Linked DNA regions of Rattus norvegicus: region 1 is linked to region 2. A link is a contact called in public Hi-C data. All regions are on one chromosome and are shown on one strand. The core of a region is the stretch at or near the end of the contact, and the rest is flanking DNA. Distances in the headings are between cores, read along the strand shown.

The links. A called contact is a pair of places that touch in the nucleus more often than the background predicts.
Region 1: a Hi-C map of mammary epithelial cells shows a contact between it and region 2, with 3 times the contacts expected there. The contact joins two enhancer-like sites. A contact is called at or near these places in 8 of 12 Hi-C or Micro-C datasets (the A7r5 cell line, the Rat2 cell line, Schwann cells and 5 more) and 1 of 1 datasets of contacts at active chromatin or transcription factors (oligodendrocytes).

What each region holds. Positions count from the first base shown.
Region 1 is chr1:262,379,665-262,386,302 of GRCr8, reverse strand. Mxi1 (MAX interactor 1, dimerization protein) reads right to left here. Exons shown (of 6, transcript NM_013160.2): 4 at 910-1,024; 5 at 62-233. Among named protein-coding and RNA genes, the nearest start is that of Smndc1, 23 kb to the left of the region's middle. Within about 2 kb of position 4,927, at least 56 of the 93 cell types and tissues checked have an H3K27ac peak or open chromatin away from gene starts, as enhancers often do.
Region 2 is chr1:262,019,092-262,025,374 of GRCr8, reverse strand. It overlaps Xpnpep1 (X-prolyl aminopeptidase 1), which reads left to right. Exons shown (of 21, transcript NM_001398660.1): 9 at 1,881-1,962; 10 at 3,656-3,866; 11 at 5,091-5,180; 12 at 6,087-6,137. Among named protein-coding and RNA genes, the nearest start is that of Xpnpep1, 35 kb to the left of the region's middle. Within about 2 kb of position 1,339, at least 29 of the 93 cell types and tissues checked have an H3K27ac peak or open chromatin away from gene starts, as enhancers often do.

The sequences.
Region 1 (6,638 bases), core at 3,678-6,177, 360 kb before region 2:
TGCAGTCTCCCTACCCCTTTTCAGAGACACCCGGTATTTTCTTAGAAACAGAGCTGCCTACCTCGCTCTGAATCCGAGCGATCTGAGGAGATCGTTGATCCAATGCTGTCCATTCGTATCCGCTCCATCTCCTGAGGACCCTGCAGCTGTTCCAGTCGCCGCTTTAAAAATCTCTGTTCTCGTTCCAAGTTCTCAAGCTGGTGCTGGCTCTTCCTTTCGGCTTCTTCAAGTTTCTGAAATGGAGACATTTTATTTACATCTGTAGTCCGGTCTAAAAAAGTACAACTAACTTCTGCCTAGCATTTTTCTTTGGCAAAGAAAGTATGAAGGGGGTATATACCCATATACATACTTATATGTGGGTACGTATGTACTCTTGTATATATAAGCACAGATAAGCACTTACTTTTTTTTTTTCTTTTTTTCGGAGCTGGGGACTGAACCCAGGGCCTTGTGCTTGCTAGGCAAGCGCTCTACCACTGAGCTAAATCCCCAACCCCAAATTTAGCATAAAACCAGTTGTCTTTTTTGCGTATGAGCGCTCCATTACTTGAACAAAATGAACTATAAACGTCTGTGAGGTAACCTCCACAAAGAGAAACCTCCTGCAGTGTGGTATTTGATGGAAAATTACTGAGAGAGAAAGCCAAAAGACAGTGTCTCCACAAGGGGTCGCAACTGCCTTCCTTCTGGGCATCAGAAAGGTCACTTATTTCCCTAGCATTCTCAGGTCTAAACGGCCACGCCGTCAAAAATACACTTTCATTTATCACATTGTGCTGCGCCATTGGATTGGCTGGCAAGACTTTACAAAGGTTTCAGGGAGGGCAGTTAGCAAAGAGGACGGCCCAGTGAGCTGGACACAACACAAACAGGAAGCGTTGCAAAGATGGGAGCGAAGATTCTCACCTTGATGTGTGCTTTGGCTTTGTTGAGCAAACCAAGTGTTGTGTGCCTGGTGCAGTCTGGGCCCAGCGGGATCAGAACTTTTAAGCGTTCTAAACACAGGCGCAGGTGAGCTCGTCTGAGGAAGAAATCATCTCATCAGCACAGCCTGGATATCCACTAGACACACAGGATCTAACAACAGCGACTCTGAGCCCTTAGCCAACAACCATCTCACTCCCAACTCTTCAAAGTACCTGCACACAGCGGTGCTGGCCTCCCGCTCCACCGCTTTGTGCCCTGCAGACACAAGTCACTTTGTCATCCCCCCAGGAACTCTGTCAGAGATCGTGTATCTGTTCTCTAGGCCCCTTCGTAAGCTCCCCACTGTGCTGTTAGAGTGAAAGGGGTGCCGAATGCCTAAAACGCAGGCTGGAGGAGGGTGCAGTTACTGTACCTCAGAGGAGATAGAAAACACCAAGGTTCCTATCTCCTTCCACCTTGTAATTACACGTGCGCGCACACACGCGCACACACATGCACCCACACTGTTCAGTAACTGTAGCCATCCTACAGGCTTGGATGCTGTTTATGCAGTAGGCAGAATGACCTCAACACTTCCTGGTCTTCACACACCGCAGTACTTCTAAAAACGACAGTTCCATTGATCCAGCACGGCACGAAGGCCTCCACTTGTGCTGTGAGCAGACTGCTCTTGGTTACTTTCTCCCTTTCTCTTCCCTTCTCACGACCTAGCCTAAGTTCTGCACAGGGAAAACAGGTGACAGAATTACTCAAAGTCCTAAGTTCTCTGACAGTCCCTTCTCTGGAAAAACCAGAGGGCATTTTTTCCTAGAAATGTTTCCAGAGAGCCTCGCGCACTTGCGCTCTCCAGCTGTGACCACGCGTATAACGGAGACATTAAAACATTGTAGTCTCCAGTCTGAGTCTGCTTTACCAAGCATTAACAGTTCAGTGGCGTGCGGCATGTGGACTCCTTTGGGGCTGTAACTGAACTTTCTACAACAGTCTCAACTGTATCAGGGTAACGCAAGGCCCCCTCTTTCTCTCAAACGGGACTAGAATAGTCTCATTAGCTCACTGGGTCTTAATACACAACAAATGATGTCAAGTGACAATCTCCAATGTAGCGTTTGAGAGAGGGGCAGGAAAGGTGACAAGTGGTCAGCTGTGTCACTGACAAGCAAGGGTGATTAAGGGCAGCGAGGCCAGAGGTTTGGCTGATGATGGCTGGGCCTTACAGCATCCACAGGCCCAGCCACAGTGATTGAACGATCGGAAGAGAATTTCCAGTCTTTTCTGAGCCTGTCCTCTCAAGTCTAACACTTGACTCCAGGCTGCAACTGCATATACTTAAAGCGGATGAAGGGACGTCTGCACTTCTCTCTACTTAACAATTTAAAGGTCGCTCCAAACCTAATTCTCTCAGCCGAGGAGTTGCATTGCTCAGGTCCCTCTTGCTAAGCAGACCAGAATCAACACCCAGACCACACACACGGGGGAGGTGGCTTTATCTTCTACACTAGATCCCCTCGGTTTCTGCCTAACAACTTTCCTCAGGAGACATGGCTCAAGGGTGAGACACAGGCCGGCCATTCTCTTAAAAATTAGAGGCTCTGCTCTGAATTCAGCCTTCTACAGAAGTAAAGAGAGCAACCAGAAAAATTAAGGAAGTATGTCAGAGGAACACTCTGACGATATTGTTCGAATTACTCAATTCCAAAAGTTCGCCCATGCGGCAAATTATCTTTTAACATTTTAGGTTTTAAAACCAGTCTTTCACTAGGCTAAGTCACGTTTTTGTTTTGTCATGCTAAAACCTTTACCGAAATGACAAACCCGAGGATGTAACTCAGTAGTAAGTGCTTAACCAGCAAGGTCCTGTGTGATTCCCCACATGTCAAAATTTAAAGGAGAAAATAGCAAACAGGGTACTATTTGCTCTCCCTCTTTCTCAGATTATTCGGTTATATATTTGCCATGTCTCTTTTGTGTACTCAAATTATTTTAGGTATTTCTTTGGTTGGGGAGAGCAAAAAATAAATAATAAAAATTTTTAAAAATTAAAATTTTTGAAGGAACCCGATTCCCGAGTGTCCCACTAGGCGTACACCAAGCAAGCAATCCAGGTGTGGGGACATCCGCAGGGGGAGGTGGCAGACCTTTAAAAGCAGGTGAAACTTGGCTTTAGAGATTTAAGGGTCTTGAATCTGTCTCTGAAGAAGCGAGGACTTTCCGGGTAATTAAAGGAGGAAAAGGGGATCTGACTTGAGATTACAGGCTGGAGTCCAGGGTAAATGACCTCGGACCATGCACATGGTCCTAGCTCAATGCCCAGGGCTGCAAACAGCTAAGCAACAAAACCCCACAGAAACAAAACCTGTGAGGTTAACAATGCCTCGGTTTCCCTCACACAGGAGGAAAAGGCTGAGGTGCCCTTCTGTAAGGAAGCACCGTGTTCAGTTTCAGGGTCTTAATAAATTTTTAAATTTATTAATAAACCAAGTCAAAAGTTTAATGCCCAAAATGGATAGGCAAGGCAAAATTACATTCTGGAAGGGGTTTTCCTCGGCCACTGTGAACATTTCTTCAGGCGGGTGATTATAAATACACTCCAAGGCGCAGCACACGCCCAGAGGACACGCCTGTCTCTGTATGAAGGATGATGACCAGTGAATAGGGCGCCTTACTTACTAAGGTGTCCCTGCGGAAGCTAAGTATCACTTCCTACAGTTTTTGTGTTTCAAAGTGAAACACAGCAAAGGATTGGTGGCAGCTGCCAGCTGACCAACAGGGCTGTGCTGTCCCAAACTCCTCGTGCACGCACATGCCACTTCCTTCTAGGAGCGGCGGGTGCACCCTGACTATCAGTGTGAGGCGAGTCACCTGCTTTCCTAGAAGAGCTGGGTGGCTGTTGTACCTCCTCTGTCCCCTTCACCCCAGGCCTCTGCTGGTAACCACAGATTGGCCTGCCTTTTGCCATCTGGTCTTTTCCTGCCTCCATTCTAGTGACCGGTGGCTCAAAAACCTCCTGTTAGGGGGTTGCCCAATCACAGGCCACAAGAGACACAAAAGGTCTAGTTTGATCTGAAATCCATACTCACTGAGGAAAACAGGATCAAATACACAGTGACGTTTTCCGAGGTCTCTACAAAGGACTGATACCCAGAATAAGGATCCCGCACGTCACATTTTAAAGTCAAGGAATTGGACTTGGCAATTTTTTTTAAATGTTAACTTCCTGGTTATCGGTTACTTAACTTTTATTAACACACGGATACTCTGTAACACTGGGTTAGCTCCAAATATAATATGTTAACATCTCTGGTAGGTCAGCGTGAAAACAAATCCTGCGGAAGAGGCTAGCGCTAAGCAAACCCCGCCCGCCTGTTAAGATGAGGCTGAAGGACGGAGACACACAAACGCACTCTGAGTCTCAAAGCCACTTTCAAGTCCACCTTAAAATGAGCTCTTTCAAGTAGCAATTCCTAGCCAACAGCTCTTCCTAGTCCTATCAAAATGGCCCACATCTTCAAACTGGGAAAGAGGAGGTGGTGCTGCCATTATGTTGGTCGGGTGGGGTCATTTTCCCTGAAGAAACCCTCTGAGCTCCACTGACAAACAGATATCACAAAACATGCAAGGAAGACACTTCCTACAAAACAGGGCGCTGTGGAGGGTAGACGCATCAACTAAGAGCACATGCAGTTGCGGGAAGAATTCCCTTTCAGAAAAAGAAAAGCGTAGAAACCAAACCAAAGCTCCCACGGCAGTGCTTTTCAAGTCCTTCTGGAAACCGATCCCCCAGCCCAACAATGAGAAGTCCAGCCCCGCCTGGCCCCACAAACAGTGCTGGCTGATGCCCTCGGAGGCCTGGCCCTTCATTCTCCCGCCCCGGGACACCAAGACTTTGCCAAGTAGCTAAATCAAAATGGAAAATAAGCGGAGTGATAGGGACAAGCTTGCCCTCTCCTCTCTGCTGTTACGCAACAGGCTGGGAGTTCTCCCAGGAGCCGCATTCTTCAAGCTAGTCTGGCCAGCTGCCAGTTCTCACTCCCTCCGCGCTCCTGCACATGACAGCCGTGAGCTGCTACCCTACACATTCTATACACTCAAGTTTCCACGCAGTTTAATGTATTGAGAGTCTCTAAAGATAGGCGAAAATCTGTCTGCTTACTTTAAAACATGGCATTAGAAATGGATCCAGATAAATCAAGCACACGGCTTTCTGCTCATGAATTTTATTTATGAAAACATATATGATCATATCCCGTTCACCTCGTTCTGTTTATCAAACAAGGGAGCTAGACAAGCTGCTCTTATCAACTAGTATCTGGTAACTGTGCTTCCCCGGCAGCTCACGGCAGTAACCTGGCAAGGGGAATTTTCCCACTGTGAGACTTGACTCTGGGAGCCATGGGGCTCGGTGACAACAGAAATAAACACAGAGGGGCTGGGACCCTCTTCATATCTTTCAACTTTTACTTCACAGTCTTCTCAGTCAGTGTTGTAAAGTAACCACACAGAAGCGTGAATGAGTGTCGTAGTGAAGTCGTAGGCACAGGCACACACACCTGACACATGTCAGTGCTGGCAGGAAAGGGCTCATCGACGTACGCTGGGACTTGCGATATAGCCAAGCTTGCCTCAAATTTATGACTCTTCTGTTCTCCTACCCCCAACACACTAAGGGCACCAATATATCCACTGTGAAGTCCTTAAAGACCACTCTAAATCTAACGTTCAGAGGGGAGGATAATGTACATCCTGGAGGTACTTGTCTCAGAGAGTGAGAGGTTAGATACGGTGTCTTTCAAAAGTCATTATTTTCCTTAAACTAATCTGTAAAAATATTTTATATACAAATAAACAGACATAACACAAAATGCGCTTATAAAACAAAAGCTGTGGCACTGGAGAGATGCCTCGGGGCTTAGAGGGCAAATGCTCTTGCTGAGGACCGGAGTTCAATTTCTAGCACCGTGCTGCGTTGCTCCCCACCGCTGTAACAGGAGCTCCGGGGACCTAATGTTGACCTTTGAACTCCAGGGTATCCGCATCTACGTGAACATGCCCACATAGGGGGAATCACGCATACATACAATTAAAATAGGTTTAATTAATGAAAACTAAATATCTCAAGACCTCCAGAAAACTGCTAGCAGTTCCAGCTGATAAGTAGGGTTTTTGGACTTAAGGATGGCCTTTCTGACTCATGGCTGAGATTATGTATCCCCAAGACTTGGAGTATAGACGAGAATGGGCAGGGGAGCAGGGTCAAGAGGATATGAGAAAGAGACAAGGTAAAGGGTGTCTATGTGTATGTGAGTGTGTATGTGTGTGTCTGAGTGTGTGAGAGTGTGTATGTGTGAGAGTGTGTGTGGGAGTGTGTATATGTGAGAGTGTGAGTGTGTGAAAGTGAGTGTATGTGTGACAGAGTCTGTGTGAGTGTATGTGAGAGTGAGAGTGTGTATATGTGTGAGAGTATGTGTGTATGAGTGTGTATGAGTGTGTATATGTATGAGAGAGTGAGTGTGTGTGTATGTGTGAGTATATGTGAGAGAATGAGTGTTTGTGTGTGAGTGTGAGTGTGTATGTGTGAGAGTGTGTATGTGTGACAGAGTCTGTGTGAGTGTATGTGAGTGAGTGTGAGTGTGTATATGTGTGAGAGTGTGTGTATGAGTGTGTATATGTATGAGAGCGTGAGTGTGTGTGTGTGAGTATATGTGAGA
Region 2 (6,283 bases), core at 90-2,589:
GAACAGCGCACACACAGCCAGGGGCTCCTGGTGAATCCGGTGTGTGATGCCTGCCTCTGGCCTCGCAGTCTGAAGGACTGACTTCTCTGAGGAAGAATATTCTAAATATTTTTTTTTTGTGTTGCTCTCTCTTTATACTTAAATAGTTTCTAAGATCTTCACCGAGAGAGTATTCTAGTCAAGTTTTTACCTCAGAAAACTTAACAGGAAGGTCTTCTCTAGGTCCTGCCCCTTAATCTTCTGACTTTCCACTACCCCTGCTGTTCAAAACCTGTCCTCTCCCAGAGTTTGAAGGAGCCTGAGTGAAATGCTCTCTCCTGTCCTGCTCTGACTGGATTTGATTCAGGGAGGCTTGGAAGAGGCTTTTGTGCATTTTATCTCTCCACTGGAGGAAGAAAGCCCACTGGGGATGTCCCGCCTCTTCCGTCCCCAGACTTTGTCAGATGTCTGTGATTGTTGTCTCGAATTAACCCTGCCTCAGAGGGAAAAACACACAAAAGTGCTTTCTCTCTTTGAAAATAAAACAAATATGTCCCTATTTTGGAGACCCTCTGAAGTGCAGAGGAAGTAGAAGAAAAATAAGATTCACTCACAAGCCTTTTCCCTAGTGACAGCCATTGTTGACATTTCTGTGTATCTGTCATTCAGCCTGGTGTTCTAGACGTGTCAGTGTGCTGGGAACAAATATAAACGCAATTTAAGCATTAAGAATCCCCTCAAATGGTGGTGCTAAGGTCTGCCTGACAGCTTCCATTTGGAGGCCTTTGCGCTATCTCCAGCTTCTCCATAAGTTACTGTGGTTCTCTCGTCCGGAGCATGGCTCATACTCACATATCTCAGTTTCTGGTCATTTTGCCTTCCTATTTCTGGTTGATTTTGTGGGTACTCTTGTGAGTGTGAGGGTGAGCGTGTGGTGGGACTTCTGACACATCCATTCTGTCACACGTCAGCAGCCCCAAGTCCCTTCATTTCAGAAGGAGGTAGTAAAGCCCGATGGGAGGCAGGCCTCTAACCCAGCACTTGGGAGGCAGAGGCATGTGAATCTGAGTTCGAGGCCAGCCTGGACCACCTAGCAGGTTCCAGGCTGTCTACGGCTACACAATGAGACCTTGTCTCCAAAAAATAAAACACTCAAGAGTCAGTATGAGGTTAAACCTTTCTACTTTCTTTGAGAAGCCATTATTTTAACATAGAGGGGGCGGCTGCTTTTTGTACTTGGCCTTTTCGCTCCCTTATCTTTGAGAGCAAGCATTGGAGCGGCAGCCAGGCCCAGAGCTGCACTGTCTGCTTGTCTGTTAGGCTTCTCAAGTGTTCGGTGACCTCATCAGACTCCAGCCCCTGGCTCAGGGCAGGTCCTCCACCCAGCCCAGTAACAGCCCACTGTGGCTGAGCCACAGCCTCCTGACTCACGACTTCCGGCTCTGAGGAGAGCTCTGTGTAGGTGGAGCTCAGTGGGGTCTCTATGTCACCACCTCCACTTCAGACTTTCTGTCCTAGGTCGTTTGCCTTGGAATAGAGAGATTGCATGTGTCCCCCTTATATTTGAGGGGGTCAGAGTCTGTTTGCAGCAGCGCTGAGCTTGGCAGATTCCCACAGTCAGTTACCAGTTTCAGCTCTTTGGGGGACACTGGTTATGACTTTTTGATCCTACTCCCTCCTCAGGCTTGCAACATGGCCAACTAGGAAACAGTTCTGGCGCCATCAGGTGGCCGACACCAGCATCTGCAGCTCAGTCGTGGAACCCTGAGAGATGTGGAATCCTTTGATAGGAGCTGAATTCTAAGCAGAAACTCCTCCCTCCCCAAAAGCTACCTGTAAAGCCTGACCCTGGAGCCAGGCATTGAAAGGAACCATTTTAAAGAAATTGCTTTCCTTTTTAGGGCTGTTCAATCTCCGAGGGTCAGATGTGGAGCACAACCCGGTGTTTTTCTCCTACGCAATCATAGGACTAGAGAGGATCATGTAAGTGCTCTCTCCCACCCAGATACCCCCTCCTGGCCCTCACCCCACCGTTGCTATGCTTGCTTTCTCACTTTAGAACTCCTCCTTCATCCGCTTGTCCTTGCCTGTCCTAACAGGTGTTTGCTTTAATCCTGCCTTCCCTCTAAACCTCTAAATGTCTTGAAATCTACAAAATTATTTATAGTAACACAAGACTGAGAAATAAGTGTGTGAGACTATCAGAGCACAGATGCTGTGAGGTTCTTCATGAGGTTCCTGCTGTGTGATCTGGCCCAGGCCACACAGGTTTCAGGTTTCCCAGAAGGCAGTGCGGAGGGAGCAGCATAGGCTTAGCTGTATGGTTCTGGACCCCAGGCGTCTTAAAGGTCAGCAGCAATATGGGGAATCATGGTCTATGGTCTGCTGTCTTGCCAGTTTTACCACTTCAGACATTACTTTCAGGCTAACGTCATTGTCTTTCTGTTGAATGGGATTATAGTTCTTTGCTCTTGTGATAGAACACTCTGATTGGAAATAACTTAGGGGAGGAAAGGATGACCTTGACTTACACTTCATGCCACAGTCCACCATTGAGGGGAACCAGGGCAGGAACTCAAACAGGAGCTTGAAGCAGGGCCTTGTTTAGCTGGCTTTCTCTCTTTCTTTTTTCTTTTCTTTTCTTTTCTTTTTTTTTTTTTAAAGATTTATTCATTTATATGAGTACACTGTCGCTTTCTTCAGACACACTAGAAGAGGGCATTGTTACAGATGGTTGTGAGCCACCATGTGGTTGCTGGGAATTGAACTCAGGACTTCTGGAAGAACAGTTGATGCTCTTAACCACTGAGCCATAGCTGGCTTTCTTATATAGCACAGAATCACCTGCCTAGGGAATGGTGCCACCTGCAGTGGGCGCATGCCTAAGGAATGGTGCCACAGGCAGAGGGCTGGGCCCTCCTGTATCAACTGAACCAAGACAATCTCTCAGAGATTTACCCAGTAGCCAATCATTTTGGCCTGTCCTCAGCTCATTTGCACTTCTCAGACAATGGTAGGCTGTGTCAAGTTGACAGTTAAAACTTAACTACGGCAGGGGCCAGGTGTGTCTGTACACATCTTTAATTCCAGTTCTCAGAAGGCAGAAACAGGCAGATATCTGAGTTTGGTCTACATAGTTCCAGGACAGCTGGTGTTACAAAGTGAGACCGTGTCTCAAAAAAACCACCAACCAACCAACCACTAGCAGCAGCAACAACAAGTCCGTCCTTTCTTCTTTTTACTTAATGTGTAAAATAGAGGGTTCATCGTGACACTCTACATGTATTTATCATTGCACCGTGCTCATGTTTGGACAGCTCACTTATTGACTGTGAACTGTGTTGGGACTGGTATTGGATGCTAGCATGAATGGCAGCGTCCTGGGTTACAGTTGAGAAGCTGAGCTCTCCTTTCCCTGAAGGGTTCAGGCATATAAGTGGGGGACCAGCCCGTTAGGGGTGGATGTGTGTGCACAGGAAGGGCTATCGTAGGTGTGTAAGAGGAGATGGCTGGAGGAAAAAGGAAGCATGTTGAATCAAAAATGAAGGCTAGGTGAGCTGTGGTGGTGGGCAGAGGTGGGGTGAGAGGAATCTCGGAAAGGGACGGCGTGCCCTCCTCTGTCTTTCGAGTGGGGTGAGCCATCATATGTGAGTGGGGTGAACCCCGATCCCCACAGGCTCTTCATCGACGGGGACCGCATTGATGCGCCTGGTGTGAAACAGCACCTGCTCCTTGACTTGGGCCTGGAGGCAGAATATAAAATCCAGGTGCTGCCTTACAAGTCCATCCTGAGTGAACTCAAGACCCTGTGTGCTGACCTGTCCCCGAGGGAGAAGGTGTGGGTCAGTGACAAAGCCAGCTATGCTGTGAGCGAGGCCATCCCCAAGGTGAGTGGCCTCAGTCCGCCCTGTCTGTACGGGGCTGGCACCTTTGTGGTTCTGATGAACAGAGCTGGATGGGCTCTGACCTGTGGTCTCTGCCTGAGCCCAGAGCTGGATCCTGGAGTGGAGCCTCTGAGGCCCTTTAAACTCCTTGGGTTTATGTCTCCAGGGTGTGGTGGGAAAGATGGTCTTGGGTGGCACACGCTGATACTTAGGCTTATTCAAATATGTCTGTCCTAACAGCAGTTAGTGTGCCTGAGATAAGAAGCTCTAAGTATGACGGTGCCGCTGTGAGAATGCTTTCAGATAAAGTACAGAACGAGTAAGGTCGTGTAGGTGCTAAACGGTGGTGAAGGCTCCCAAGACCCTGAATGCTGGGGTGCACTTCCCAGCACACAGTTCATCTCGTTCCCTGTGTTTGAGCTTTGGAGGTTTGAGGCACAGAGAGACTGGGGACTGGAGCATTTGTCTTAGGATCACATGGTAGCAATGGCCTTTCCCTTCGTGAGGCAGCCATACCTGTGGATCCACTTTAGTTAGAATGTGTGGTGGGGCCTCAGCCCAGACCTCTTTACCGGGGTTTTCCTACTGCCGGCCAGGGCCTGTGGTTGCTAAGTGATCTTTGAGTCACTCATCAGCATCCTTGATGCTGCACACTGCCTCTGGCCTCCTGCTCAGCCACTGAGAACGCTCCTGCTTTCCCTGCTCCAGGAGGGGAGTGTGTGTGGGGAGAGGCGGAGAATGTGCACAAGTTGGGAAGCTCTGGGGAAGGGTCAGGCGTGCTGAACCCCTTCACGTTCACACGGGGCTGGGCTCTGATTTATTCTGCACCGGGGAAGGGTCCACCCTTCAGTGACTGAGATGAGGCAGCAGCTGAGGGTGATCCTAGAGAGAAGTGGGGAGAGCAGGAGTCCTTGTTTGCAGGTCACCCCCCCTTCAGAGGTAGAATTGTTTCGGTTACCTCTGAGAGGATAATGAGCCCCAGCCATAGCTACAAGGCCTGGAAAAGCAGTCCTATGCTGTGACAGACCGGAAGCATCAAGAGCGTGGCTTGGAGGGGGATGTCTCACTCGATGTATTTAACTTCCTCTGGGTGACCTCAAGCTGTGCTGAACATGCCCAGAGCATCAGCTGTGGCGCCAGGACTGCAGGGGACAGGTGCTGAGCTCCGACCTGCAGTCTTCAAATGGTTTGCCTCCGAGTGTTTCTCACCTTCTCTGCCTCGCCCAGGATCATCGGTGCTGTATGCCTTATACGCCCATCTGCATTGCCAAAGCCGTGAAGAACTCCGCCGAGTCAGCAGGCATGAGGCGGGCTCATGTGAGTGCAGGGCGCATGGGACAGAGGCAGTCGGAAGGAGCCAGCTCTTTCCTCCTCTCTGGGGCCTGGGCCCAAGTCCTCTGGTCTTCCAGAGTCAGTGGGACAATGAGATAGCCATTATGTTGAGCATATAGGCCTGAAATCCTAGCTACTTGCGAGTCTGAGGCAGGAGGATTGTGAATTTCAGTATCAGGTATGTAGTGGGACCTGTTTCAAAAAAGAAAAACCGTAAAATTGGATGTATTAAAATTTTGTGAAATATGACACAAAGTACAAAGAAAGCAGGCGGAAGAGATGGCTCAGTGGTTAAGAGCGTTGGCTGCTCTTCTGGTGGACACAGGTTCAGTTCCCAGCACATACACCATCTCACGACTGTCTGTAACTCTAGTCCCAGGAGAGCCGATGCTGTTTGTCTTAACCTCTGGGGGCACTCGGCACACATGGTGTATAGACACCCGTGCAAGCAAAACACCTATAAAGGTTACACGCATGCACGCATGCACGCATGCACCGATGAGGACCGTGTACAGGGTGGTAGGGTGTGGTGTGATGAGAAAATTAGAAACAGGCAGAAGGTGAGGCTAGCAAGATCTGAGGTTGACAGAGGCTGACCACAGTCAGTCACTCCTGGCTCGGTGCAGGATGGGAATTGGCTGGGTAGAGGAGCTGCCCGTGTGCGTGCTCAGACGGAGCCCCTCTCGACTGAGCCTCAGCTGTGAATGCTGGGCAGCGTTGTTCTTCTCACTCAGTCACGTGTGGGCTTCCCAGATCTCCTCCACAGCATCCACGTGCCTGAGTGCTGCTGGGATGAAGCCTTGGGGGAGGGGGTGGAGGTGGGGGGGTGGGGTGGTGGGATGGCCTCAGGACTGGGACCTGAATCTCATTACCTGACTCTGGTTTGCACAGATTAAAGATGCCGTTGCCCTCTGCGAGCTCTTCAACTGGCTGGAGCAAGAGGTTGGTTCTCACCTTCATTGCACATGAGGCTTAAAAGACGGAGCTATCAGCCGTCCGTGCCACGGCTGTCACCTCCTGGACCCTTGTGGCCTAAAGCTTTTGTCTGATTTTAGTGTTTTCTATTACTCTGTGCACACATATATCAG